3 separate regions of the Sus scrofa genome follow, and regions 2 and 3 are each linked to region 1. A link is a contact called in public HiChIP or PLAC-seq data. All regions are on one chromosome and are shown on one strand. Each heading gives the region's core, a stretch centred on a gene start, on an enhancer-like site or on the middle of the called end of the contact. The rest is flanking DNA. Distances are from core to core; before and after follow the strand shown.

What was found. HiChIP or PLAC-seq counts read pairs in DNA pulled down with a chosen protein or histone mark.
Region 2: an H3K27ac HiChIP or PLAC-seq map of alveolar macrophages shows a contact between it and region 1. The contact joins two enhancer-like sites. A contact is called at or near these places in 4 of 47 Hi-C or Micro-C datasets (embryonic fibroblasts, liver, omental adipose tissue and 1 more) and 1 of 2 datasets of contacts at active chromatin or transcription factors (alveolar macrophages).
Region 3: a contact with region 1 is called in an H3K27ac HiChIP or PLAC-seq map of alveolar macrophages. The contact joins two enhancer-like sites. A contact is called at or near these places in 2 of 47 Hi-C or Micro-C datasets (both in embryonic fibroblasts) and 1 of 2 datasets of contacts at active chromatin or transcription factors (alveolar macrophages).

What each region holds. Positions count from the first base shown.
Region 1 is chr1:132,586,514-132,591,523 of Sscrofa11.1, forward strand. No RefSeq gene overlaps it. Among named protein-coding and RNA genes, the nearest start is that of RASGRP1, 110 kb to the right of the region's middle. Within about 2 kb of position 3,093, at least 16 of the 83 cell types and tissues checked have an H3K27ac peak or open chromatin away from gene starts, as enhancers often do. A contact at or near this core is called in alveolar macrophages and embryonic fibroblasts, where this site is marked.
Region 2 is chr1:133,284,756-133,289,765 of Sscrofa11.1, forward strand. No RefSeq gene overlaps it. Among named protein-coding and RNA genes, the nearest start is that of TMCO5A, 96 kb to the right of the region's middle. Within about 2 kb of position 2,451, at least 8 of the 83 cell types and tissues checked have an H3K27ac peak or open chromatin away from gene starts, as enhancers often do. A contact at or near this core is called in alveolar macrophages and embryonic fibroblasts, where this site is marked.
Region 3 is chr1:131,901,711-131,906,720 of Sscrofa11.1, forward strand. No RefSeq gene overlaps it. Among named protein-coding and RNA genes, the nearest start is that of THBS1, 160 kb to the left of the region's middle. Within about 2 kb of position 1,896, at least 4 of the 83 cell types and tissues checked have an H3K27ac peak or open chromatin away from gene starts, as enhancers often do. A contact at or near this core is called in alveolar macrophages, where this site is marked.

The DNA of each region.
Region 1 (5,010 bases), core at 1,843-4,342:
TTGTCTCCATAGAAATCTAAGGAGCCTCCAGAGCAGCAAGTCCAGGCATCTTATGGCTCCTCCCACCCCCAGTCCCAGGCCACCATGGACCCTGAGGGAACTGACAGGAAGAGACTGCAGGCTGAAAGTCTTTAAGGACTGGACATCTTTCACCAGGCACCACACATTCTTTCTGGCCTAGAATAGGGAAACAGCAGCCCATGGGAAGTGAGGCCTGGAGAGCTTAGATGGGCCTGAGGAGACAGACCTCCTGGGCAGCTGTCCTGTTGACGTCCTGGTTGTTCAGACCCCACATCCACTCACAAGCTTGTGGTAGGGTTTTGACTTTTGCACACAGAACCTGAAGAATCAAATCATCTGTTATTTCTTTTTCTCTGCTCCCAGCCCCACAAAAACTGCGAAGGAAGAAGGCACTCGAAGCTGAACACAAACTGCTAGATTCAGAGGACACTGCCCCAGCTGTGAGTTAATGACCACTAAGGATTACAGGCTATATGAACAGGAACAGCTTCTTTCCTTTTTTCCCTGCTGGCATGTGAGCTGTAAAAGGGACTAACAAGGAGAGGGAGAGAGAAGCTTAAGAGCTAAACAGCAGGTTAAGGATCCAGTGTTGTTACTGCTGGGGTGCAGGTTTGATCTTCCACATCCATTGGGCATGGCCAAAAAAAAAAAAAAAAATAGGAAGGGGCAGGTAGCTTCTCCCCTGCCATCCTCATCATCACCACCAACAACCCTCAAGCCTTGTCCTGAGTGGGGTAGGAAGAAGGAAGGAAATAAGCAGGACACCCCACAGAGCTCCTGAGGGGAAGAGAGTTCGTATGCTCTGCCCCAACTGGAGTTTCCTAGGCAGCCCCGTGAGACACCTCTGCCTGGAGAGGGGCCAGTGGGGAGAAGACGTGGCACGGTAAGATAGGAGAGCCCGGAGCCCACTTCCAGGCTCCCTAGAGTCAAGCCTTGTAATGGTCACATGTGGTCTGGAGGCCTTAACTGGAACCTGAGCCAACTTGCCAGCCCCAAGAGGACATTTGGATAAAGAGAAGAGGAGCATGTGGGCTGGGTGTGGACCCCCTGCCAGGGGCGAGGGGCCAGGGGCTGCTTCTCAGAAGCCGCAGAAATGAGAGGAAGCAGTAGGAGGTCCTTTGTGCTTCCTGAAAAGGCCGGCCTCTAGCAGAATCTCTACCAGGGGCCAGGCCAGAGGCGAGGCCAGCATCAGCAGCAGCAGAGAAGTAAACTCCGATGTGCCAGGAAGCACATGCCTTCCCTCTCCCAGAAAACAGCCAGCCGTGAAAACGGACTTCCCCACCACTGAGAGCTACCAAGGAAATCAGGATGCCAAAGGCAAGAAAATTATACTCAGTTATAAAATGCATTCCATGGGAGTTCTCCTTGTGGCTCAGTGGTACTGAACCTGACCAGGATCCATGCGGACTCGGGTTGGATCCCTGGCCTCGCTCAGTGAGTTAGGGATCCGGCGTTGCAGTGAGCTGTGATATAGGTCACAGATGCTGCTCGAATCCCATGTGACTGTGGCTGTGGCTGTGGCTGCGGCTGGAGGTTGCAGCTCTGATTCAACCCCTAGCCTGGGAATTTCCAAATGCTGTGGGTGTGGCCCTAAAAAAGACAATAAATAAATTAATTAAATGCATTACACTTTGTAGCCATTTGTGTTAGTTTTCCGCTCCTGCCATAATAAATTACCATAACTTTAGCAGCTTCAAACACAGATTTTTTTTGGTCCGAGTTCTGTGGGCCAGATCCCACAAAGCTCATGGGGCAATCGAGGTGTCAGCATGGTTGCGTTCCTTTGTGGAGGTTCTGAGGGAGAGTCCATTTCTTTGCTGGTCCAGGTGTCGGCAGTTTCTGGGGGGTGTGGGACTGAGGTCCTCATTTCCTTGCCAGCTGTCAGCTCAGGTCTCCCTGAGCTCTCAGAGGGCTCTTGCTGGTCATTCATGCCTCCCCTTGTATCTCAGCACCAGCGAGGCATCAAATCCTTCTCACAGCTTCTCTTTGGCCTTCTCCACGCTCACGTTTCTCTCTCTGGGCACTCCCAGGGAAGGTCTCCTGCTTTTACAGACTCGCATGGTTAGAATAGTCCACTCGATAATCCAGAATAACCTCTCCAGCACAAGGTCCAATGTGCTAACCACACCTGCTGAGTAAGGTAACATATGTGCAGGATCTGGGGATCAGGATGTGAACATCTTTGGAGACCTGTCATTGTGTCTTCCACACCATTATACAGTCAACGAGAATTACTTTATAGCAGGACCAGGGCTACCTGCTGGTTTAAAATGCCATTATCAGGGGCGTTAGGCTGCGGTGGGAAGTGGAGGGGAGGGGCGGCACACAGGGACATCTGTCCTTTGCAGTAGTTCAGGGAGCACCATTTACACAAAATCCAATATGAACTCTACCCACCATCCACTCATGCACCATCCTCTCACTCCCTTGGCTCACCAGCACTCACCCTGGTCTGGAGTGTGCTCAAGGTCTCTGAAGAGGTCATTGCAATTCTCAGGGAAGCTAAAGAGCCTAGCAGGTTTGGCCACAGCAGAAAGACCAAGAAAGGCCTGGACACAAATGCTGTTCCCACCCTTTCGCCTATTTCCTGATGTGGTTTCACGGTCCCCCAAGGGACAAGAGAGGGAAATGCCCAGGGTCCTCCAGGGCCCTTTGTAACTCCACATCAGAATATGGCGAGAAGGCAAAAACGTTGGTTTCTTACTAACTGAAGCCCCTTCCGGCTGAGGCTCCCTGGCCTATATTTCACGGCTCCTGAGCTCATGGGAGCCACTGACTTGCTGGTTTGTTTCTCAACCACAGTCATGGTGAGTCAGCACAGTGGTTAGCTCTCAGCCGGGAGGCCACAGCCCCCAGCAGAGCCCCAGGCAGACCAGCCTCCTGATCAGCCCGACCTCCATCCCTGGGCCTTACTGGGCTGGCTGGAACCCAGGGGCACACTGCACAGCTGTGCATCCAGCAGAGTGTACGGCTTCCAAAGCCAGGGCATGAAAGATGAAGGTAATGAATAAACCAGGAAAGGAGGCATCAGCCTGGTCCAACAAGCACTGGCTTGCATTTGGCCAATAGCACCTCAGGTTCATCTTGCCTTCCTCTGCTCTAGAGGCCGTGTCTGGGAGCCAGGCCCTGACAACTAGCATCCTTCCTGCACACACAGTCCACCTCACAGCCCTACAGTCTGGCCAGCCAGACTGCTGGGGAGGGGTGTTCAGTACCCCTCATTTAAAGGGCTCTTACTACTCATGCCACAAAACCCAAAACACCAGTGGTGGTCACATCTTCCTCTGACACTTCAAACTTGCTGGTGGGGAAGCTGTTTTGGTGGTGATGCCAAAACATTCCTCATTTTATCTTTTCTATATGCCTCTCCAGGGCTAAGTCACTGACAATAGCCCTGAGTGATACAAAACCAGTTGATAGCAGGAAGGAAACTGATCAGCAGCTAACTAGCTCCAGACGATAGCTCTGTGGCTTGGAAGACAAGTCTTACTCTAAAGGGCCCCCCCAGCCCACCCCAGACCTGAATTACTCTGGCAGCTCTTACAGGGAACATATGCCCCCTGCGTTTCTGCTTAAGGGTGTTGGCCTACAGCTAAGCCTAGGAGGGGGCTTTCCTCTCAGATCTGCCCTCAAAGAGCACCACTGCAGTGACCAGAATTGTCAGTGTCTCTAATCACATGCACACTTAACTCTAAGAACAAAGACTGGCAGAGGACTCTACTGCTGCTTATTGCTAGCAAGGGACAAGGTTATTTGACCCTGCGGAGTCTCCAATTGCTGATTACAGGTAGATGTGGCTTCTATTATTTAAGTCACATAATTCTCTCCTTGCTCCTGATCTACTTTGTGAAACATCCCTAGAAAACTCTGCACCTACTCAAAATACCCAATACGTGGGCACCTTTACATGTCCTACCAGCTTCCCCCATTTCAGCTTGGGTGCATTCATAAATAAGTTAATAGTTCAACTATATGACAAGCTCTCACATAAGAGGGATCATAGGCCTCGTCACCATCAGAACGAGAGAGATTTGCCCCCAAGTTTTGGCTACAAAGCTGCAGACATCATGTCAACCACCTGACATTTGGGGAATAGTGGCAAATCCTCTCTTCCTTCTCACTGTGGTGAGCCCAGGTCATGGATCCAGTCTCTTCACCGGGAATACAGGCTAGTCATCTTGAGTGCACAAAATGATAGCAAAAATAAAGTCACAGGTTGCAGAAGATCTTCAACTCAGGAAAGAAGGCGTTGGCTGGGAGTATCTGCTGTGTTGTGCCCCATCCAGGGATATACAGACATGTTGTGCCACCAGCTCTTGTCACCTGAGGATGTAAGTCAGTTCTCAGCAGGGGGAAAGTCTCTCGTACTGTCATGGGGATAGAGATTCATATATAAAGGACTGCAAAGGACAATTGATTTCTAATGAACTAGACCCAGAGTGACACTGAAAGATGGAAGGTGAGATGTTTAGGTGGGCAGGTAGTTAGGTAACATTGTTCCTGAGAGAGTCTCACATGTTCTGGGAAGGCAAGGCTCCTGGCACAGAACACCTGGGAAATTTCTCAGCTGTCCCATCACCTTTTATGAGTCTTGAACACAGGTGTCCATTTATGTCCTGAGATGAGTTACACCCCACATGTACCCTTGGAACAAGCTTGGCGCCTGACCCCTATACTCTAGCCCATTCGCCTTCTGTCTCTTCTTCCCACAGCCTGAGTCTGTTCTTACCTCAGAGGCCTTTCCTACAGTCTGTCTGGAACATTCTTCCCTGGCTCTCTAGATAGGTGGGTCACTCTTCTCGTTCAGGTCTCAGCTCAACCATCTCCCCTCAGGCCTTCCCTGATGCCCTCTCAGAAGCAGCCACCCACCCCAAGCTTTTGCCATCTCACCATCCTCTGTTTCTTCTTATGCTGTCAGGCACGATTTACTCTGGTTTGCTTATTTCCTGCCTCGTGTCACCCCACAAGCTGTGAGCTTCATGGAAGCAG
Region 2 (5,010 bases), core at 1,201-3,700, 700 kb after region 1:
GAGAGTGTTTTGCCTATGTTTTCTTCTAGGAGTTTGATGGTGTCCTGTCGTATATTTAAGTCTTTCAGCCATTTGGAGTTTATTTTTGTGCATGGTGTGAGGGTGTGTTCTAGTTTCATTGCTTTGCATGCAGCTGTCCAGGTTTCCCAGCAATGCTTGCTGAATAGACTTTCTTTTTTCCCATTTTATGTTCTTGCCTCCCTTGTCAAAGATTAATTGACCATAGGTGTCAGGGTCTTATCTTTTTCTTATCTCCTTACCTCCCCTGTCCCTTACAAAAGGTCAGACATGGATCCATGCTTGATCAGAGTATTCCTGTCCCTTTAGCCACATTGATTGTGGGATGGGATAGACAACTGACCGCAGCTCAGTCAGTTTATCTGAACTCTCATGCTGGAGCTATTAGAAAAGACTATTTCATTCTGCTAAGATTGCTAATCTGGTATAAAATTTAGGTTGTTGGCAGCATCTTCCCACTAAAAGGAAAGTGCCTTTCCAAGGAGAAGAGAGAGAGAGAGATAAAACTCCAGTGACATTGCTTTAAGGCTTCAGGATCCAGCTCTTCCTGAAACTCCAGATTTTTAGTTTGATGAAGCAGTACATTTTTGTATGCTATAAAATTATAAATTGGATTAAGCTAAGGTAACTTGCAACCAAAGAGGTTTTTTTTTTTTTTTTTTTAGGGCCATACCCAAGGCATATGGAAGTTCCCAGGCTAGGGGTAAAATTGGAGCTGTAGCTGCTGGCCTATGCCACAGGCACATGAACGCCAGATCTGAGCCTCATCTGTGACCTACACTGCAGCTCATGGCAATGCCAGATCTTTAACCCACTGATCGAGGCCAGGGATCAAACCCGAGTCATCATGGATACTAGTTGGGTTTGTTACTGCTGAGCCACAACAAGAACTCCCAAAGAATTCTAATATAGGTAGTGAGCAATCTTCTGCTTTGCAGGGATCCAGTATCTTAGATTTTTAGGATTCACTAGAAGAATTGATCAACTCTAACTTTGCTGAGCCTCTACGATGTTATTCCAAAAATACATCATTTGTTCACTATGGTACTATTTAGCTTATCCATTTAGCCACAGATTTCCCTTGACAGAGCTCTTTATTGGGCAAGGTCAATCTTGGAAAGATAACACAAGGAGGGAAGGTAATCAAGTAGGCAAACCTCGAGGAAAACTGAAGAAAACCTCTTCCCTCCCCAAGTTCTGCTGTCTCCTAGTTTGCAGACTCAGATACCACTTGCCTTCTTTTGCTCAAGGATGGTTCTTGGGGTCAGTGGGGTAACACATCCTCTGTCTCAAGCGTGAGAGATGGAAAGAGGAAGCATCTTAGTTTCCACAAGATGTTCCTGCTCAGTATCTTGGGCAGTATATTGACAAAGAGATCTGGATTTATAAAACTTATATGGAAAAACAAGTAGCCCAGCAGTCTGATGAAAAACAGTGTGGTGAAAAAGAAATATCGAAAAATCCTGGAAAGAGTCAAGAAAAAGTTAATGAGAGGTTAGAAAAAGTGGAACAAAATAGTCATACCTAAATGCATGTCTGACTCCTTCTATCAAGAAATCTCCATCCCAACAACCTCTTATAAAGGCAGTCTTTTCCCATATGCTGGCCTGCCCCAGCCGTTCTTTCTTCCATTACCATGTTTAATTTTCTTTTAGCATTTGTTACTAAGTGAAATTATCTTGTTTTTATTTTTGTTTTGGAACATTGTTTTCCAAAGCAGTTGCACCAATTTATACTCCACCAGCACGGTGTATGTTTCTGAGGATCCATATCCTCTCCAACATTTGATATCATCAGATTTTTAGTTTTGCCGGTCAAATGGGTACAAAGTTATATCTCATTGTGGTCTTGGCTTGCATTTCCCTGTTGAACGATGATGCTGAACATCTGTTCATAGGCTTAGTCATTTTGTGTATTTCCTTTTGCCCATTAATCTACTATGTTTTTGGGATTTTCTCATTGATTTGTAGGAGTTCTTCGTATGTTCTGGCTATCAATCATTTTCCATTGTGTGTATTTGAATATCTTCCCTCTATAACTTTCACTTGCTCCAAGGTGTTAAAGAACAAAAGTTATTTTTAATAAAGTCTGATTTATCAACCTTTCCTTTAATAAGAATCATTACTTTTTGTGTCTTGATTAAAGAATCATTCCCTATACTCAAGGCCTAAAAGATACTATTTTCTATTAAGAGCTTATGGTAGTTTAAAAATATGTCTGAAATTTCTTTGATACTCCCCCCTTGAAGGGATTCCTCTCCACTGGAGCATGGACTAGACTTAATGACTTACTTCTAAAGAATATAGTGGATGTGACAGTGTGTGATTTTCTAGACTATGTACTAAAATTGTTGCAGCTTCCTCCTTACTCTCAGGAGGAAGCCAGCTGTCAGATGGTGAGGACATACAGGCAGCCTGATGGAGAGGTCCATGTGATGAGGAACTGAGACCTCCTGCTGACAATCAGCTGTGTGAGTCAGCTTCCTTGGAAATGGATCCTCTAGTCTCAGCCAAGCCTTCTATTGAATGTCATTTCAGCCAGCATCTCAACTGCAACCTCATAACAGATCCTGTTAGAAAGGGTCTAACAGCTAAGTAGCTCACAGATTTCTGATGCACAGAAAATGTGAGTTGATAAATGTTTGTTGTTTGAAGGCACTAAATTTGGGGGTAATTTGTTATGTGGCAGTAGATGACTAATGCTGAATTTTGTAAGTTTTTTTCTTTTAAATCAACATTTAAATCCTTAACACATCTGGGATTGCTTTCTGTTATACAGTATAGTAGTGATGTAATCTTATTTTTTTCCTCTTCTGGATAACCATTTCCCCCCACTGTATTTGTTGAACAATCAATCATTCATTTCCCCTCTGACATACAATCATAATTATATATTAAGTTTCTATATGTGCACTGTTTCTGAATTTTTTGTTCTATTCCACTGGTTGATTTTCCTATTCCTATGTCTTTTTTTATTAGATATTTTATTTTTCTTTCTTTTTTTATTAGAGTATAGTTGATTTAAAATGTTGTGCCAATTTCTGCTGTACAGCAAAGTGACCCAGTTTTATATATATATTCTCTTTCTTGTACTATCTTCCATCATGGGCTAGTCCAAGAGACTGATATAGTTCCCATGCTATACAGTGGGCCTCATTGTTTATCCATTCTAAATGTAATAGTTTGCATCTACTAACCCCAAAGTCCCAGTCATATTAAGTCTTGATATCTCAAAGGGCATGTTTCTCACCCTTTGCTCTTCTTTAAAATTGTCCAGGTTATTTTTGACCTTTTACTCTCCCATATCCTATATATGTTAGTATAGTTTTATTCAATTCCATGAAAAATATTTTGGGGAATTTGATTAAAATTAAATTGATTCCACTAATCATTTGGAGACCATTGATATATTTATAATATTAAGGCTTCCCATCCAAGATCGTGGTATTTCTGTTCTTTCATTCATGTTGCCTTTAAATATTTCGAAGTAAATTTCTATACATTTCTTTAGGGTAGTCCTTTTTTTTTTTTTTTAAACTGACAAATTATGTTGCCCTTGCAGTTTTAATATGATTTACATGGGACAACCTCCCCTATTTCCTTTGCTATATTACCCTTATCTCCCTTTGCTGGGCTGCCTTCTGCCCCAGGACCAATTCCCGGCCCACCTCCATTCACCAGTCAAATACAACCCTTTTCCCTCTAGTTTTCTTAAGTTTTCCTGTAGAGTTAATCTTGGCAACAAGAACCAGGATCTATTCTATTACGGCATCTTGGTCAAAATTAGAATCAAAAGACTTTTTTTTTAGAAACCTCTTCCCACCACATTGGATACAGTATTCCTGAAAAGGCTCCAGGAGGATATTCCCAGGGAAAATCTTAGGACTAGCACAGCTTTCTTATTTCTTGTCAGCATATAGTACACTAGTGCCCCAAGGATGATGGATATGAACTAGAGGGAAGGCATTTGATGTTTGATATGATGAAGTAGACTTGCTGGGCTGATGTTTCTTCAGGACACCAACTCTCTTTAAGGCAGACATTTCTTATCCCAGGCATTCACTTGGGCAACACCATGTTGCTCACTGGTATTGAATTATGGGGGGAGGTGACCAAGGGCTTCTAGGGAAATTCTGCCCATTGTTCTGGGAACATTGTATTTTGGGATATTGGATTAGAACTTCACGTATCTTGTATGAAGGGTTATTCGTCTTTAGCATTTTTCAGACCACTGTAGGTGACCTTTAAGCACCAATAATTTCATGTTAACCATTTTGATTGGACTCTTTCTAAATCACATTTCATAACACTTTAAATATGTTTCTCTATGTCTTCTTAAACATACGATGTTGAACATAATTTGACCTTTTCTTGGAAAATGCAGGGGCTTCATGAATATCAATTTTACTTTGCTATCATAGTGATTCCCTCAGGACTAATATCCACTTAGTTGTTTGAATCTTGAGTTCTTACCTGGCTTAACAAGATTTCTGAGCAATTATTATGTGGTGGATACTGGTATGGGATATCTCTTTTTCACAGTTATTTTCTCTCTTATCTGCTGTCAGGCAGTGGTATACTTGCATTTAGAAACTCTCTCCCTATCTTTATTTTTCTTTTTCCTGTTGGGGGGTAATGTGCTGACATTGTATCACAGTTTGAAGGAGGCGCATCTTAGACAATAGCATGAAAACCCAATCATCATGCTTATGAACCAGAAAAGGATCTCCCCATTTCTAGTGTACTGATGTTTCTGGGAAACCAGAGACATCAAACTAGTTGAAATTGTTAAAGGGAAAAAGGAGTAAGTATGAGATTTGCCACATCACTTTTAGGTGATAAGATTCCTGTTTCTAATTATTGCAAGGCCATTGGCTTCTAATATTGGAAAGCTGAGATAAGTAATTACCTTTGGACAAGGAAGTTGTAACATTGAACCAAGAAATGTAGTCATTGATGACACAAATTTGTTGACTATGTTTTTGTGTGTATG
Region 3 (5,010 bases), core at 646-3,145, 690 kb before region 1:
TGTCCAAAAATTCAACCCAACTCTGACACTATCTACCCAGAGATAGCACTAGATCACAGGGGTTAAGGGCTCAATCCCATGAGACTGCCATCTACTTCAGATGTCACATCAAGCCCAGGTTATTACCTCTGCTTCTGACAAACTGGCTCTAAGTCAGAGGTTCCCCTGACTCCCCCTTGGGTTCTATTAATTTGCTAGAATGACTTACAGTACTCAGAAAACCCATTTACTTACTAGATTATCAGTTGACTACAAAGGATATTAAAGGATAGGAATCAACAGCCAGATGAAAGAATACATAGGGCAAGGTCCCAAAAAAAGGAGTTTGGTCCCTGTGGACCCAGCATGATGTCATGTGAGGATGTTGTGGTTCATCAAACTGGAAGTTCTCTGAATCCCATCCATTTTGGGTTTTTATAAAGGTTTCATTACATAGTCATGGCTGATTAAATCATTGGCCATTGACTATTGATTTGACGACCAGCCAATCCCCAATGAGCCCCTGACCCCTACCCTGCTTTCCCCAACCTCTCCAGAGGTCAGTGGGGTGGGATGAAATTTCCAGTCCTCTAATCACAAGGCTGGGTTCCCTGGCAACAAGACTTTAGGTCTTTTCTAAAATTCACCTCATTAACATAACAAAAGACGGCTTTATCTCTCTCCTCCTTGGAAAATTCCTCAAGAGGTTTTCAAGCCCCATGCCAGGAGCAAGAGGAAAGACCAAAAGCATATTTCTTATCCTATCATATGGAGCTTGAAGATTTGAACACATGAGCCACATCTAGGGGACTCCAAGCCATCTATTAAAGCACTGACTGGGAAAAAAACAAAAGAGTAGACACTAAGTTAACTTCTGCACTCTTGACATGGGCTGGATAATTTTTGGTTGTAGGGGCTGTCTTGGACATTGCAGAATGTTTAGTAGCAAATGCCAATAAATAGCTTCCTCCACTTGTGTACAAAAACAAAACAAAACAGAACAAAAATGTAGACATGGCAATGGAATGAGAGCAGATTTTGGGGACCCTTGACTACCACAGTAAGAAGGACTGACTTTAATTGGGTATAAAAGACCCAACAATATCAACTAAAGAATTAAGCTGTCAGATTTGTATATTATATTGAAATCAGAAGATACTGAATAGGTGATGGGGAGGTTATTGAAGAAGAACTACTAATAAGGGGTTAACAAAGTCATGAAAGGAAGAGAAAAAAAAGAAGGAAGAGGTAGAAATTATATAACTTGTCTACCTTTCCTTGGTTGTTTCCAAGTCTTTTCTATCTGTTGTTTGTTTCATTCTTCTCTTTGTTGAATGTTGAATGCTAAACTTTACTATCCGAGGAGAAGAACTACACAATGTTATAAAGGTAACCTCAAATCATTTCTTTATTATTGATGGAGCAGGTTTCTTAAGGGACAATTCTTCCTTGGGGAAGTGAAGCACAGAAAATTGTATAATCATCAGGGTTGTCTTAGGACTATGGGAATTTGAAGAGCAGGAGATGTAGTCCCTTCCAGCTCCCTGGTGGCATTCCTGGCTGGAAAGAGCCGAAAAGATGTGCTTTTCTTTTCCAACTGTAAATTTAGCCTTCGTTATAGGAAACTTGGGAAGAGCAACTCTACATCCATTCCATTCCATAGTATGTTGGGGTCAGTGTATGCGTGTGTGTGTGTGTGTGTGTGTGTGTGTGTCTGCAAGAAAGAGAGAGAGTTGTGTATCTGTGTGGGAGAGAGGTGTGTGTATGTGTGGGAGAGAAAGGGTGAGAGAGTGAGAGAGATTCCTTTTTCGGTCTTACACCACTAGGGCTTGAACTTACTCTTCTGTGCCACTGCAGATACTGTTTCTGAGTGTTTGTAAGCAGGAAGTATGGAAACCTAGTGGTTTCCAAGCTCAGTACTTCTGCTGATACACTGTAGATGTTGGGCAAATCATTTAACCTCTCTGTGCCCTTGCACATTGAGAATGAGGAAGCCAGATTCCATGAAACATTCAACTTTCAAAATGGGTTGTGGTCAAAGAGATCGAGCGTCCTGGCTACTTGGCTTTCCCTTAATCTCCCATTTCTAAGTTATGATCAAACTTTGGATTGTGATGGAGTCAACAGTCACTTAGTGCCTGTCTGTGAATTTACCACAAGTCTAACCATGAACTTGGATTTGAGGGTCTACATCTTAGCCTTTAAAATGTTTTCTCTCAGTTCTTCCTGAGGCTCTGCCTATGGGGAACAAGGTATAAGATGCCCAGAAAGAGGGAAAATACCTGGAGAGTCTGGAGGCAGAGACAACTTCTAGAAATATGTTTGCTCTTCTACTCAGACAATTGACTTCTGGCTTATAAGCAGCTTGATTTGTTTTATACTTTTGGGGGTGGAATTTAACACAACATATTCTGGTTAAGTGCTTCCTAAAGGCCAAGAACTGGGCAATCATCAATAAACAAGAAGCACATGATGCTCCAATTGTTCAGGAGGTTACTTTTAGTGGGAGAAGACAGACAATACAAAAAATTCGTTTGTGGGTTTCTTTTGGTGGTAATAATTGATAAAATAATAAATTATGTTAGAAGAGAAAGGATGCTGGGGAGGTTTAATCTTTTAGATAGGGTGGTCAGAGGAGACATTTCTGATAAGGTGATGTTTGAGTGGTGATGTTTGGGCAGAGGGTGAGGGAATGTCACAGCCATGAGGGAAGGGCACTCCAGGTGGAGGGGAATAGCAGTGCAAAGGTTGTGAAGAGGAGGAAGACTGGTGTGTTTGCAGAGTACAGGGCAGCCTTCACTTGACGCTCAGACTAGGGCCATGAACAGCCTGAGGTAGATTCTGTAGTTCTGGGATATAGGCAAAGTGGCCTAGCTATTCTACTGTCCTTTTCTGCTTTTTTCTTCCCTACTTGGAAGTGTGCAAAAGCACTAGTTACCCTATGGCCCACTAGAAAAAGCTGGATTGTGGTTCTAGGTAGATCAACAACTTTGAAATGAGAAATTCATGGAGAAAATTCTAAATGACAGTTTTGTACCTACTGGAATGGGAGCTGATACAAATGGATTGGGGTTGGAGAGCTGGTGACTGAAAAATATTTGAGACTTGTGGTTACCACCTGCGAGTATCAGCAATAAGACCCTCTGAGGCTTTGGAGGGTCCACTTGGCTCAGGGACTCCAGAGAAGGTTGGCAATAAGTAACATGTGTCTCCAAGTGTATGATGTTAAATTTCCTCTTAGACCAGGGGATCATATCGTCACTTACTGGCACCTCTCACTGCACAGAGCATAGTACAAGGCAGATCATCAGCAGATATTCAGTGTTTATTGAATGAGTGTGTTATAATTGCATCATAGGCTCAGGAATCTGAGGATGCTGGGAGAATCTTTGGGGAGCTTCAGGTTTTAGCCTTTGTTTATTAAAGTAGGACTTTGCTTTAAAGCCAATATTAAAAAATAGCTTCTAAACTCATGTCAAGATGAACTCAGTAATCGTAAACCAATCATTGTCTATAAACTGAGGTTTTGTCCTGATGGAGATTTGTTACCAGAGCTGCAGTAGTCACAGGATTCTGGCCTCATACTAACAATGACTTTTTGATGACCACATCCATGAAACATCTGTATACTTGCCAAAACTGGGAAACACATTAGAGAACGTGGTTTACTCCTATGCTTGTATAGCCTGTGAGATCTCACTGTCTGGTGGAATATTCCAGCTGCCTTTCCTGAGAGATGAAAATCTACATTTTATATTTATTTTTCTTCCTTAGAAGATCTCAAGTAAAGGGGATTCCACCAAATCACTTGGAAGAAGTCTCAGGAACTACCAGTTCTTTATTTTCCTTAATTCCTCTTGCTGTCTCACACTACCACCACCATTGTCATCACTACTACTGCTATTATGATTTTTTAAATTGTTCCTAGTGACATTTAGTTATCTTTCTTCTAGATATGTTACTGAATATCCTTTGCCATAGGGTAAGTTAAGGGGCTGTTAGTTTTGTTTCAAGGGAGACTAATGATTCACATTTTGTTGATGGGAATAATCATCCACTTAGAACTGATACTACAAATCTCCACTGTCCTGCAAAAATAGCATTGTATTTGTTTGGTATTATCTGAAATCACTTGTTTTCTTTGTGATCTTGTGTGTATTGCTTTTCTTTCTGAACCTCATTGTCTTCATATGTAAAATGGGGAAAATAATAGTAAGCAGGTCAGGTGTTTTTCTTCAAGTTGTCTGAGATGTTACATGTATACCTCCATGTCCTGTGCCTGGCGCAAGTGAAGATGCAGTAACCAAGATCTGGAATCATTAACTATGATCATAAATAGGACTTGGAAAAAAAGTGCAGTATGCCAAATTAGGCACACTGCTTAAATGTGTGTGAATTTAAAGAACTCCTATGTAGACAAGGTCTTCAGAAATAGGATTAGTCTCCACATGTTTGGGGAGCAGTGCAGGCTAAGTAGCTTAAACATTTTTTTTTAAGGCCTTCTAAACACTCCTCACATCTGATGTCCTGGTTGCACATTTAAGCTTCCCTTAGCATTATTGCCCAGGTTTTTCATTTTTAAAGTCTACATAAAAAGGCATGATCTCTGCAACTATGATTAAAAAGTTGTATTTGCTCATTTAAAGACCTTATTTAACTCTCAGATTCCATGAGCCTTAACCATTATGTGGTACCTTTGGTTGGTGTATTGAATCTTACCTATTGTTGTACCCATTTTAGAGTAGAGCACACTGAATGTAGAGGTAAAATAGTCTCTTGTGTTCAAACATTTCATAGGTGGTATTCACACTCAGATTTACCTGGCAACGATGTTGGTTTCCTTAAATATTATGTTATACTACCCATAATAGGAGAAAATTGTAAGCCTTGAAAATTTGCAAATTTTATTTTATTTTAAAATATCAATATAGTATCAAGTCATAAATTAACAGAGATTTAAAATAAGGCAATGAAGGCATTCCCTGGTGGCCTACCAGTTAAGGATTTGGTGTTGTCACTGCTGTGGCTTGG